2 separate regions of the Mus musculus genome follow, and region 2 is linked to region 1. Evidence: chromatin contacts called from public HiChIP or PLAC-seq data. All regions are on one chromosome and are shown on one strand. The core of a region is the stretch at or near the end of the contact, and the rest is flanking DNA. Distances in the headings are between cores, read along the strand shown. Region 1 holds the start of Bbs9 (Bardet-Biedl syndrome 9 (human)). Region 2 has its middle 19 kb from the start of Bmper.

Evidence for each region. HiChIP or PLAC-seq counts read pairs in DNA pulled down with a chosen protein or histone mark.
Region 2: a contact with region 1 is called in an H3K4me3 HiChIP or PLAC-seq map of embryonic midbrain, with 6 times the contacts expected there. The contact joins the enhancer-like site here to the promoter of Bbs9 in region 1. A contact is called at or near these places in 6 of 39 promoter capture datasets (the SN4741 cell line, cranial neural crest, embryonic stem cells and 3 more), 3 of 115 datasets of contacts at active chromatin or transcription factors (embryonic hindbrain, embryonic midbrain and pancreatic cancer cells) and 1 of 9 other capture datasets (adipose tissue).

Annotation. Positions count from the first base shown.
Region 1 is chr9:22,472,452-22,479,174 of GRCm38.p6, forward strand. Bbs9 (Bardet-Biedl syndrome 9 (human)) reads left to right here and starts at 3,264. Exons shown (of 23, transcript NM_001360259.1): 1 at 3,264-3,604.
Region 2 is chr9:23,200,508-23,207,667 of GRCm38.p6, forward strand. No RefSeq gene overlaps it. Among named protein-coding and RNA genes, the nearest start is that of Bmper, 19 kb to the right of the region's middle. Within about 2 kb of position 3,949, at least 65 of the 459 cell types and tissues checked have an H3K27ac peak or open chromatin away from gene starts, as enhancers often do.

The DNA of each region.
Region 1 (6,723 bases), core at 2,014-4,513:
CTACATCCTATTATACAGCCCAGGCTGCTCTCAAACTCATGCTCCTTTTACATCAGCCTCCCAAGTGCTGGGATTATGGGTATGAACCACTGTGAACAAGCATAACAAAATTAGAAAGGAAAAAATATAAAATATATGGTATTAAAGGAGTCATGAAGAGCAGCTGAGGCTCAGCTCTGTGAAAGGCCATGGAAGGTCATTGGTGAAGGTGCAGCCTCAGTTGCAGTTGATGGTCCAGGACTGAAGGGATCATGCAAAGGAGTTGAGGCTTGGCTCCATGAAGAGAGCCCATAAGAGGCTATTGGTGAAGCCTAGTTGCAGTGGAAGACCCCATTGTATTGTAAATTCCAGTACCATAGATGGTCACCAAGAACAGCAGTGGCAATGGAGTGAATCAACCTGAGCTTAGAGTGCTTCAGAGGGCAGAGCTGGAGAAGTGATGCCAGCCCTTTGGAGGAACCCAGAAGATCATGTGTGGATCTAGACATTGAAACAAGAAGCTGTAACATTGAAGTCTATCTCCTGAAGAAAGCTGCTAACAGGGAGTGGAACCAGGCCAGAAGAAAGAAGTTTGTTGCAGGCAACAAAGATGAAAAGGGAGTTGGAGATCTGAAGACCGCTTTGACATCAGCCGTGGAGATGCAGTTTGGAGTTTGCCCAGCTGGAAAGTTTCCTGTCTTGATTTAGGGATTACAGTAAAGTGATTGGATAAATCTTAGAAGAGACCTTGAACTTTGGACTTTTAACATTGTTGAGACTGCTATAGACTATAGGGACTTTGGAAGTTCGACTAAATGTATTTTGCATTTTGCTATGTTTAGGTATGGCCACAATGGACACATATGTTTGAAGAAGCCTATGGGGGCCACAGAGTGAAATGTGATGGTTTGTATATACTCAGCTCATGGAGTGGCATTATTAAAAGGTGTGGCCCTGTTGGAGTTGGTGTGGCCTTTTTGGAGTAGGTGTGTCACTGTGGGTGTGGGCTTTAACACCCTCATCCTAACTGCCTGGAAACCAGTATTCTGCTAGCAGCCTTCAGATGAAGATGTAGAACTCTTAGCTTCACCTGCACCATGCCTGCCTGGATGCTGCTAAGTTCTGCCTTGATGATAATGGATTAAACCTCTGAACCTGTAAGCCAGCTCCAATTAAATGTTGTCCTTATAAGAGTTGCTTTGGTCATGGTGTCTGTTCACAGCAGTAAAACCCTAATTAAGACAGTTATCAAGCTTGATTAGTTCTTATTCAAAATCCAAATATGCTTAAAATAAAAATAATTTAAAAATACATTGTATGAAATTCTCAAGTAATAAAAATATATTAGAAAAAAAGAATAATAATTGTCCATGGAAGAGCTGAATCTTAGCAAAGACAAAACTAGACACTTTCAGCCAAACTAAGCAAAAGAAAGAGGAGACCTCTCTAAATTATTTGCGAGTGGAGATGAAAACTGGATGCCACATGGATACTCGTGAAATTCAGAGGGATCATCAGTGTCATGTTTAAAAAGTGGATCCCAAATTAGAAAATCGAGAAGAAAAGGAGACTTCTCTAGAATCACATGATCAAAGTTCCATCAGGAGGGTGTACACAGCTGGAGTTGTACACAGCTGGAGCTGACCAGTAATAGGCAAGGGCATGGGAGCAGGAGCAGTCTCTGGAATAAACAAACCTCCAAACTAGAGGAGCACACTCTGTCATTCAATCAGATGTTAAAAATTAACATAAAATAAAATTCCCATAAAATAGGTGGCTGGAGAGATGTCTCCATGGTTAATAGCAAATAAAGCTCTTCCGTAAGACCTGAGTTCCATTCTCAGCATGTGTGTGTAGGTGCACAGTGGTCTGTAACTCAAGTTCAAGGGAATATAGTGTTCTTTTCTGCTCTCCAGAAGCACTGGGCTGCCCTCTGTAAGCACAAGGCATGCACATGGTGCATTTACATTCATGCAGGCCAAACCCTCATATGCACAGATATAATAAATAAAAGAAACAAATTTCCTCATGAAATAGAACTGGAAAGAACACTTGCAAATTCATCTTATAACGCTAACTTCATTCTGATACCAAAAACTTGGTAAGAGCACAGCAATCAACCAACCAAGACCAAAACCAAACTAAAAAAACAAACAAACAAACAAAAAAAAAAACAAAATAACAAAACCAAACAACAACAACAAAAAAACTATTATGTAGAAATTTCCCAGAAATACACATAATTTAATATCATATTTCTAAAAAAAATAAAAAATATAGGGTGAACAAACTCTGCTTCATTCGAGGCATGCCAGGACAGTCCAACAATAAATGTAATTCAATACAGAAAGATTCGGGGAGAGAAATCGCATGGTCGTCTCAGTACACACTGAAAAGGCCTTTGACAAAATTTAATATTCTATTATGATAAAAGGCCTGAAGAAAATAGTGGCCATACCCCAACGCCACGGAGCTGCAGCAGCTTGCTTTCTGATGCTTTGATAAGTACCATGACCAAAAATGGCGTGGAGAACATATTGTGCCTTTTTCATCTTACAGGTTACAGTCCACTGGTTAGGAAGTCAATTCTGGAACCCAAACAGGGCAGTGGCTGAAGTGGGTACTGTGGAGGACAGCTGCTCTCTGGTTCTCTTTCTTATATGCCCAGACCCATCAGCCTAGCCCACAGTGGGCTGGGCTCTCCCACATCACTAAGCAATCAAGAAAATGCTCTCAGACTTGCCAACCGGTTAACTAAACGGAGGGAATTTTCAGTTGAGGTCACCTCTTTCTAGGTGTATCAGGTTGACAACAAAGATTAGCCATCTAGACTATATAAATTAACCTATAACCTATATATACTACATGGGAGAAACTGTAGATATGTTTTCTAAACAAGTAATGAAACAAGGGGGTCTACACTTCACTGTTATTCAATACGGTGCTTGAAATCTTGGCTACAGCAGTTAGGCCAAGGAAAGAAAGAAAACGGATTCAAACAGGTAAACCATTTACATGCTCAGGCCTAGACACTAGGATAACACCTAAGCACAGGAGGGCGTGGTCTGTGGCACGAGAACCCCCACAGGGGCGGGACTTCCGCCGCCGATACCCTGAGGGACAGGCCTGCTTAGGTGGTTCTGAGGCGCCCAGCCCTACCCCGCCCCGTAGCCACTCTACTCCATACGGGCGACACGGGAAATCATCCCCACAGCTCGCGCTCAGCCGCTCGGACTACAACACCCAGCAAGCCCTGCGGTCCCGCGTCTGACTTGCGCAGTAGCCTCCGTTGTAAAATGCTATGACAACAGGGCGAAGGCGGTTTGGATTCAGGCTGGAGTGGGGAGGTGTCTTCCGCAGGCTGTTGTCTTGCAGCCTCACCCCTCTTACAGTCTCCCTGGTGGTTTCATCCTCTCTGTGAGCATCCGGACTTGGAGTTTTTCTCTCTTGTCACTTGTGGCTTCCGAGGGATCCATGTCGTCTCCCCTGCTTGTCTCTGGGGGATGACAAGAGGGTGCAGGGGATCTTGGGACTCACTTCACCTCCGCGGAGCTTGTGTTGCTGCTTGGCAGGATTCTGTCTGCTTGGGAACGTGGAAAACTTCGAACACAAACAAGACCAAGAGGTACTAGTGGTGTTAAGTGTTGTTTTTCCTTGCACGGCTGTTACTTCTGTTCCAGCACTGGATTCTCATCCGGAGGGAAGTCTGTGGATAGTGGGTTCGTAGCAAGGCGAGTCAAAGCCCACTTGTTGGCATCAGGTAAGAAATATCCCAGAAATTAATCTCGGATGTATAAATGCATTGGCTATGCTTGGTCAACAGGACTAACGCTCAATGCCATGTAATGGTTCGGGAGATGTAGGATGATCTCTTAATTAGAAAGGAGGCTTGCATTCAAACAAACCGCTAACACGGCGTGGGTAGATCCTATAAACACCTTTGAGCGGGGAGTGATTTTTAAGGAGTCCATGTAGCAGTCACGTGGAGTAAGAGCTTCTTTCTCCTGTGACATTTCAACAGGTCTTGTGAGCAGAGCGTCAAATCGCTGCTCAGTCTGCGGCTGAAGTGGGAGCATGTTGATGCTCTCCAGTGCTGCCTGCAATAGGATTAATGGTTATCCTTTCTCTTTCCTTTGCAGACCACAGCAGTTTAGATGGACTAAGCTGATTTTATCAGCAGCTCCTCCCAAGCAAGGTCTGCATTTGCCTTTGATTTTTCTGTATAAACGTATAGATTATTTTTTGGTATCTCACATTGTCTTTAAACATCAAATTGTGTCTAATGTGTACACATATATACATACATCTCACTTTATACACACAAATTGAAAGATACTGGAGAGAAAGTGGGGTTTTTATCTTTTCTTCCTTTCTCTTATTTTTAAAAATTTATAATGTGGCCCAAAACAGGCCTGGAACTTTCTGTATATCCTAGGCCATCTTTAAGCATATCTTGCCTCAGGTTCCCAAATGTTGTTATTACAGGTGTGTACCACCATGGAATGTATTACTGTTTGCTAACATTCCAAGAGACAAGAAGTAACTTATTAGCAATAATTGAGATTGGGTTTTGTCTTTTCTTTGGTGATGGGTTAGAATGTTATAAGAATTAAGAACAAGAGACTTTATTTTGAAAACCATTTACAAGTTATTTGTAAGAGTTTAGGGATTTAAAAATTATGTATATTGGTTGTGGTTATACCTCCCACTTATGTTTATGCTATAGTTTTAAAAGTTGATTAGATTTTAATATTTTAATATTTCAGTGCATGTATGTTGTTGGGCATGGGTACCACAGTGAAGGTGTGGAGGTTAGAGGACAACTTGCAAGAGTCAGTTCTCTGGCACCATGTGGGTCCGGTCAGGCTTGGCAGCAAGCATCTTTGTTTGCCAAGCCATCTCACTGGTCCTATGGTATAGCTTCTTGATTGAAAGGCTCTTTGCAGGAAGAAAAAAATCTACTACCAGTACTGTACAGTTTTATGCCTTTCAGATACATAGGATGTCTCCTTGCTCAGAGTGTATGTGTGTACATGTGTACCACTGAACACTCCAATCCCTTCAGGTATTTTTGAAAAGTATTGAAATATATCAAGTTATTATAAAACATGTTTGCTGATTATAACATTTATAAGGTCTGGGGGTGTAGCTCTTTCAATACCCAGTAAGACACACACTCACCTGTATACACAGGTACTTGTGCGCGCGCGCGCGCGCACACACACACACACACACACACACACACACACACACACTTTCTGATCTGCCCTTTGGTTGTCCCAGTTGAAATTGTGTGCCTATAAGACCTTGCTGTCACACCTAGATGATCACCACCACTTCTATTTCCGCATTATTTTTACTGGGTTACAACTGACTTTTATTAAATGGTTGTAGTGGCTGAACACTGGCTAAGGAAGTGCATATCTTAGAGCACTGTATTTTCCCACCACCAAGATCAGTTGATGCTAGAGCATAAGGGCTTCTCTGAGGGTGTGCGGTTGAGACGTCACATTAGGAAGTGAACACAGGTCTATCTGACCACTACTCCTGTGCCTTTCACGTCAGCTGAAAACTCCAATACAAGCCCTTGTCATAATGGGTTTTTTTTTTTTTTTTTTTGGAGTGGTGGTTCAAGACAGGGTTTTTCTGTGTAGCTCCAGCTCTCCTGGAACTCACTCTGTAGACCAGGCTGGCCTCGAACTCAAAGATCTGCTTGCTTCTGCATCCACAGTGTTGAGATTAAAGGCATTCACCACCACTGCTTGGCTGTCATATTGCTTTCAAAGAAATATTTGTTTAATTTTACATGACTGTACCATTGTCCTGGACCAGACAACCCAATTGCTATTTCCTGAAATTTAATGACAGAAACATTATTTGGAGAAAGTTCCATATGTGAACAACAGCAGTTTTAGGACAACTTCCTGATTTCAGAGCCTGCCTCAGACTTTCGGGTTGTTCCCACTGCATTCTGTGGCCATTGATATTACTCAGTTCTACATGTGTGAGTCTGGTTTAGTGAGGGTTGAAACTGCCTGTCTCATACATAAAACTTAAGTATAAGTAAGTGACCACGTGGGCAGATTTCTTACCTTCTCTGTGGTCAGGGATAACCAAATAATGGTATCTTTGTGCTCTGTAGAGTAAAAAAAAATTTTCCTTTAAAATTACATTTATTGATTTATGGTGTGTGTGTGTGTGTGTGTGTGTGTGTGTGTAGAGGTCAGAGTATACCTTTGGAGTTGGTTCTCCTTCTACCATGTTGGTCCCAAGGATTGAACTCAGTTTGTCAGTTGGGGACCCACATACAGAAAGAGAGAACCAACTTCCACAAGTTGTCCTCTGTCCGCCACAGGTGTGCCATGGCGCAAGCCTCTCTCAAATGTGATAAAATATCCTTTAAAAAGAAAAACTAGTGATGTAGGTGTGGTGGAGGATTTTTGTAATCCCAGCCTTGAGAAAAACCAAGGCAAGAACATTCTGAGTTCACAGCCCGCCTTGTCACAGAGCAAGTTCTGGGCCAGCTCACGCAACATAGGAGACCTTGTCTCAAAAACCAAAAACCAGACAAAAAAGCAAAAGAAATGAAAACCCTGTACTGACACATGCCTTTTTTCATTTCCCCAGACCTTAAATTTTACAGCACTATTAGTGTGTACTGAAATAAGGGTCTGAAACCCGGACAGCGCATGCGCAGAAGCAAGGTTTGTCATTGGCTGAGGGATTTAACTGCAGCTGTCCTAT
Region 2 (7,160 bases), core at 2,699-5,198, 730 kb after region 1:
TTGATGCTTTCTAAATGAAGTCAGAGGATAGATGGTTGTGTGCTTTTATACAGCAATCTGTTTTATCTCCTCCGGAGACTTGCAGACCCACTCCGACTTGGCATGATCACTCAAGCAGAGCTTTGGTATGTTCCAGTAGTATACAAGAAAAAAAAAAAAACCCCAACTCTGAGGTCAATTGTCAGCTTGGTTTCTAAATTCCTTCATTCTCCCATCAGTGTTGGGCACAAGCCTAAGTCCCGCTTAAGGTTCAACGTAAAAATCTAGTGTGCTGATACAATTCATTATAAGGCAATTTGCCTATGATAGCTACTTAACGTGTCTGCAGTATATTTTCACCATAGACAAAAATCAATGGAGATGATCAATAAAAAGAATAATCACGAATTTCCTGACAGTTCCACAGTGGCGGGGACAGCTGGGAAGCCTGGGCAAAGGGCTTGCCAGGCAGTGCTGAGCTCCTGCCCTCAGGATCTGCCCTGTACTGGTTATACCTTAACCCTAGCCCTATGGCTCCCCAGGGGGCCTGCAGCTCCTGTCCTGGTCAGGCACTGACTTTGATCTCTTCCTCTTTCCTGTCTGGCTCTTGTCCGTCTCCCAGTAGAGACCAGCTTCGGGCAGTCTCAAGCCTATTCTGATTTTTACTCTTAACTCCAACTGGGAAGCCTCAGAAGCTGGACCACCAAGTACTCACTCAGTCCCTGCTTCCAACAGAACAAGCCAAGGCTGCAGTTCCCCACTTCTCCACATTGCCTGCTTATCTTTGTTTACACTGTCTACATAAAACAGAGTTGAGCCATCTTAACATAAGCAGTTATTGAGGGCAGGTGAGTGTAGACCCAGGCCTCCCATGGTTGACTCGGCCCTCTTGGGACTTCTTTACAGGCCTCCAGTTACATGGGAAGATCTCTTCTTAAATACTGAGACTTCTGTGATTGTACATGACCAGTTCCTGGGGCTATTATCTCTATTGGCAAGGTGACGGTGGTAGATGCTTGCTGAGTGTCAATATTTCATTTTGGCTCTCCTATTTCTGAAAACCAAGCCCAAACGCCTAATCTCTCATGGCAATTTTCTAACTTTATGGGGGTTCCATAAAAATATAGATTCCCTTTCTTCACATCTCAAGATTGTTCCCAGGGACTTCAGGTTGAGGGTCAAGGAGTGGTTTTGTTCGTTTAAGCTCAGTTCTGTCCAAATTCTACTTGTTTCCCATCACTTTGGGTTGATGGCACTCCAGCATCCTCTCTTACCTCACCCCAGTGACCAGTGAATTCATCAAACTCTGGGCATCTCTATACAAGAGCAAGAGACCCTAGCTCTTGGGATGAGACCTTGAAAAGTAAGGACACTTGGGAAGAGTGTGGGGAGGGCCACAGCCTCTTCTCCTCTCTTGTGCAAGATTGCTTGATTTGCCAAAATGGACATCTTGGGTGGTTGAAACAACTGGCTTTATTTGCTTAGCCAATGGACCAACTCGTTACCAGGATGTCAAATCCCTGTAAAACTGCAAAATGATGGTCACGAGCTTTTCCTTCTGGGAACATGCATCAGGGGATGAAGGAAATGGGGCACAGATTATTTTTACTGCAAGGGAAGCCAACGTGGTTCACAGTCATTCATATTTCTCTGGCTTTGTCATTGAGACACAGAATCTAAGTGTAATAGTGTAGGAAGCCATGAAACCAAATTTTTGAGTTTTCCCCAAGTATTTCATTTTTAATAATATAAAAAAATAATCACCAAGCCCATGTGTTCCATAAAAATAAATGAATGTTTTCCCTCTTGAACCAATAAAGCAAATGAAAACTGTAGCTCATCCAGGCTGTATGAACGACTTGGAGAATAAATTGTTGTGTGTTTTTCTTTTTTTTTTTTTTTTTTTTTGTTGTGTGTTTTTCTGATGGGGGAAACTGAGGAAGCCTCCACTCCATGTCCAGATGTGGCTGCAGGATGGTACTTGCCAGCTATTCTACTGTGTAAAGCAGCTAGCTCTCTGGAGGACTGGAGCAATGCCCAGAGCCTGGAGCATGGCAAGTTCCAGCTCTGCCCACACGTCCAACTTCTTTTCCAGCTGGCTTTTCTTGTCCCTGCAGGCCTGTGGCCCTTCAGAAGGTCATGGTGTTGCATCTCTTTGCTCATGACATTTTCCTCACTGACACACTGGCCAGCTCCTGTCCACCCAGCAATCGCCCATTCATCCATTGCTCACCCGTGACCACAGGCTGACATAGCTCCTCCCGGGCTGTGTTCTCCAGCCCTCTAGCTGCACTTTCATATCCAGACATGTATGTGTCCTTGATACTCATGGATCAGGCCAGCCCGTCATCTCCCACCAAAACAAAACAACAGAGAACATTTTGAAAGCTGTATCCTGCTTAATTCACCATAGTTTATCCTGGGATGGTTCGAGCACGCTGCCAGGCACAGAATAAATGTTAATTAAATGTTTGTTGAAGGGATAAGTGGATAAACCGGTGTGGACCTGGTGCCATGTGAGGAAAAAATAAAAACAAGAGGGCTGTGAAGCCTTGAACCCCCTTTTCTCTCTCTCAGCAGGAGGTTGTAGGGATGAACAGAGGGAAGAGACCCATGAAGCCTTCAGGCCAGTGTTTCCCAGGGGCCATATCGCAGCCTAAGGAATGTAAACGTGGGAACAGATTCCTTTCAGTGATGAGTAACTTCTCCATCACAAACCAGGAGGAAGGAACCCTGACAGTCACTTTGGGAAAGGGGTTTGTGCTACACTGCCAGGGAGCATGTTTGTGGCTGTCCTGGGCAAAGACTCTACCCAGAGGGCTGTGATCACTTAGGGTCTATCCTTATTGGAAGGAGAAAGTTTGAAACCTTTTCTCACTTGGAGAGGAAGAATGACACCTGGAAGCCACAGTCCTCCACTCCTGGCTCTGTCCTGAATGAGAAAGCCCAGGCTCTGACCACAGTGCCCCTCGGTGCTTCAGGACAAAGGCTGGAAATTGAATCTCTGTCCTATGGCTATGCAGGTGTCAGTCTCTCCACAGGGGGCTGGAGCCCAGCCATCTTGACTTATCTACCCAGGACTCTAAAAAGGGGCTGCTCCATCCCTAATGGGCTGTCACGCTGGCTTTCTTCAGATTAGGTAGATGTGTGATCTCTAAGCACCTCCTCCTCACAAAAGGTCTGGATACTGGGACCCTTATGATGGAAGAGTAAGAGTTTGGGAATGTTTATTGGTGGGGGAGCTTTTTAAGATGGAGCTGGGGAGACGATATTATATTTGCAGGGTTTTCTTTTTCTTTTTTTCCTCTTAAGCATGGCACGTGTGTTATCAATGAAGAAAATTGTCGCTGAGGTAGAGGTGACATGGGAGAGGGAATAGAGTTAAGTCTTCACGAGAGCCTGGTCTGCTTTGTAGAATAGCTTTGTGCATATAATCTCATTTAATCAGTGGAAAAACATCCCGAGACTTGTGTTACTACCACATGCTTGCACAGAAGTAAAAATCAAGTTACAGTGGACTAAGGATAGAGAGTGCCCGAGGTGTGCAGCAGGTATGGGACCACGAGGCCAATATGTTGAGTCTATAGAGTAAGGAGGCAGTTAATAACACAATGCACTGTTTTATTAGAACCGTTTGAAATCAAGGCAGCGCCATATTTCCTGTGCGGTTTTCGGCCAGGCAGTATCCTATTTAATCTTTGTAAAATTTCCATAGGAAACTTCTTGGGGAAACTGAGATTTAAAGAAGCCGTATATCGTGTCCAGAGGTGGAGGCTGAGAATTTGTGGAGTTAGAACTCAAACCTGGGGTGGCTAGAAATATAACCACTGTTGGTCCTGAAGATAGCCAGTGGGGGTTGAGATGGGTTGGAGAGGTAGTTGTTGCCCAGCAACAGCAGGAAGGAGCCTCTGCTGGCTACAGAGCTCCAAGAGAAAACAGAATGAGGCTTTTCTCTACTCTGGCAAGTCTATTATTAGGGTAATGAAGCCCTCACAGAGATGCCAAGTTAGGTAAGGCCGAAACCACAGGGCTTCCCAGGATAAGGAAGGGACAGGGAAAGGGAGAGGGCAGGCCTGGGCATAGAGGAAAGGCTTCCTCTTGGTGCTGGGCGGGCTTCACATCCCATCTCCACCTTCTTCCCAGATGCTGCGGTAAGCGCCGGCTCCCAGCCTGCAGAGCTCTCCTCAGATTCTCAGCTGCGGAGTTAAGCATTCTTTGACACTGCTCTTCTGGAAGGAGGCTGTTTAAAATCACCGGGTTTATCTGTTGTTGTGAGCAATAATAACGTGCGCAAGGGACTGCAGGCTTCTGAGAAATCTTCAGAAAAATCAATTCGCTTGTCAGCCTAGTTCCTGGGGCTCTTGTCTTCTAAACTCGGAGCTTCCACGTAGGCATTCTGAATACTGCGGCACATGCTGGCTGTGAGGGAGCCCAGGTCACATGCAAAGGTGTGCTTTCTGTTCAACAGCCCCAAACGAGGTCCCGACCCAAAGGCATCAGTAACCACTGGACACGAGAGAAGACATTTTCAAATGCTTCTAGACCACAGTGCTGTAAGAGAGGACACCATCCCTGTCTTTGTATCTTCACAGGGGACACTCTAGACATCTTGGAGTGGCTGCAGGCTAAGCTATGGCACATTATCAAAAAATCCCCACGGTGCAGACTCAATGATCATAATAAATTGGTTGTTCTGGGTTGCTATGCACCAATAGTTAGCAGAATGCAGGCTAAATTCTTACTTTCCAGTAACCTGGCTTGGAAATACAGGGCAGCAGTTCTGCACAGACTTCTTGGCTTGATCCCTCTGGCGTCCTTTGAGACAAAACTGGCCACACAGATGAACCAGCTGCCTTATCAATACCTCCCCTAACTTGGCTCCTAGGTTCTAATCTGTTCTCTTTCCATCCTTCATTTGTAGCTGACAGCCTTACACCCCCCCCCCCCCTTCATTTCCCATTTGGACGGCAAATGCTTTTCAGCCCTCTTACCTCCGGGGCACAGGTTTCCTGTGAACTCTCTGGAGCCACTTATGTAGTTAGCCAGACCCCTGGGAGCAGCTCTGGGGTCCTGCAGTCTGGCCTTTTGTGCAAGTGGCCCAGTTTGAAACGGCCTTAGCAGATACCTACTGCTGCAATTTCAGGTTGTTAAAATGCTTCAAAGAGCTAGGTGAACTCATTTCTCCCATACTCTTCCTGGTAGGAAGTCTTTCCTTCTTGGGGTGAGTTCATTATGATAGCCCAGTGCTAATTTACTTTTAGCAACCAAGCAAGCCCACAAGTAAAGATTAAAGGTAAGAGACTAAATTAGGCTCTGCTTGGTCTTTTATTTTGTCTTGTCTGAATTGACCCTGAAATTTAGCATCTATACAGCATGGTGTGCAAGTGAGATTTTGGCCTCCGCCTTTCTCAGAGTCTCCTCTACTTACCAGTTAGCGCCCTCATGTAACCCTCAGAGTTCCTTACATTCTCCTTATCTTACAGGATGCAGATCATAATTCCTACCCAGGGTTAATGGGAAAACGGAATAAGACAACATTGGTAGCCAAGTTGGACAGAAGTTTGGCTAGCTGAAAGATAGGGTTTAAGATCTTAGGATAGTTTGTTACTATTTGTGCTTATCTTTCAGCAAATCCTCTTGACTCCACCCACCCAGTCCTTAGTAGAGCTGCTGCCAATCACCCAGTGTACTGGTTGTTTTTTTTTTTTTTTTTTTTTTTTTTTTTTTTTTTGTCAATTTGGCACAAATTAACATCATCTGGGAAGAGAAAAATCTCAACTGAGGAATTTCCTCCATTGAAATGGCCTGTGCACATGTCCGTTGGGGCATTTTCTAAATAATTAATTATTAATGTGGGAAGTTCCAGCCAACTGTGGCCTGTGCCACCCCTGAGCAGATGGTTCTGGGTTGTGTAAGAAGGCAGGCTGAGCAAGTCATAAGTTGCAAGTTGGTAAACATAGTTCCTTCATGGTCTCTGCCTGTCTCTAGCTCCGACCCTGAATTCCCTCAGCGATGAGATGTTACCTGGACGTGTAAGATGAAATAACACATCGCTTCCCAAGTTGCCTTTGGTCATGGTGTTTGTCTCAGTAACAGAAAGTAAACTAGAACAGCTGGTGTTCTCTAATGTGGTCTCCTGGTTTCATCCTGGATGCCTCCCGTCTGTCCTTCCATGCAACAGCAGGAATAACACTTTCACAGTTTCTCATGTCTCTTCTAGGTCTTGTTGACCCAAAAGGCCCCTAAGAGCCATGGATAGACCATGAGTTTTAGGACACAATATATAGACAGTCTTTGACTTACAAATGATTATGACTTATTTTGACTCCAGAATTTGGGGACTCAGAGCTTGAGCCCTGGCAACTGTAATAAGTTAGGTTTGGCCATTTGTCCTTAATAAGCCAATTAAAGAGACAAGCCACTGTGAAAAGCAGAAAGAGAGAGAGAATTAATTCCATGAAGCCAGACTGGGAAGAGGAATAAATAAGAAGATTGGTGACCCCCAGATTCACCTTCAGATTTAAATAGAGAGAAATATGCATAACCAAGCAGTCTGGTTCAAGGTATGGTCCTTCCCATTACTCACCCATCATTAATTTGGTCCCAATCTACATAGTTTAACAAATTGTCAGAACTGTGAAGTGTCTTCCTGGGAGGTATTCCTCCTCTGGCTGTCACCAAGCTTCAATTATGAGGGAAGTCTGGGGAAATCCAGTTAATTGGGGTCTACTGTCTCAACTGACTAATAGCTGAAGTGAGGGTCACAAGTATCATTCCTGAAAATGCCTTTGTCTCTGGTAAAACACAGTTACAATGGTGAAGAAACTATGCACATTCAGTAGAAACTATATGTACTAAAATTTGAATTTCTCCACTCAAGCTGACTATGGTAAAATCTTCCCTCTGACATTGGACAGTCGCTCTCAGTCAGTCATGTGGTCATGAAGGACAAAAGAGCATGCACTCTTACAGCATGCTGTGCACAGGGCAGTAAATGACCCAAAGTGTTTAAAACTCTGTTACAAAATGGGTTTTGTGTTAGATGACTAAATGCACTTCCAGTTTAGTGTTTTTAATGTATGATGGGTTTAAACAAGAGATGACCTCATCAGAAGTCAAGTGACAGCTGTATAGTTTGCAAAGCCCGGTGCAAAACTAAAATGTGAGGTGGAGCCTTTGAT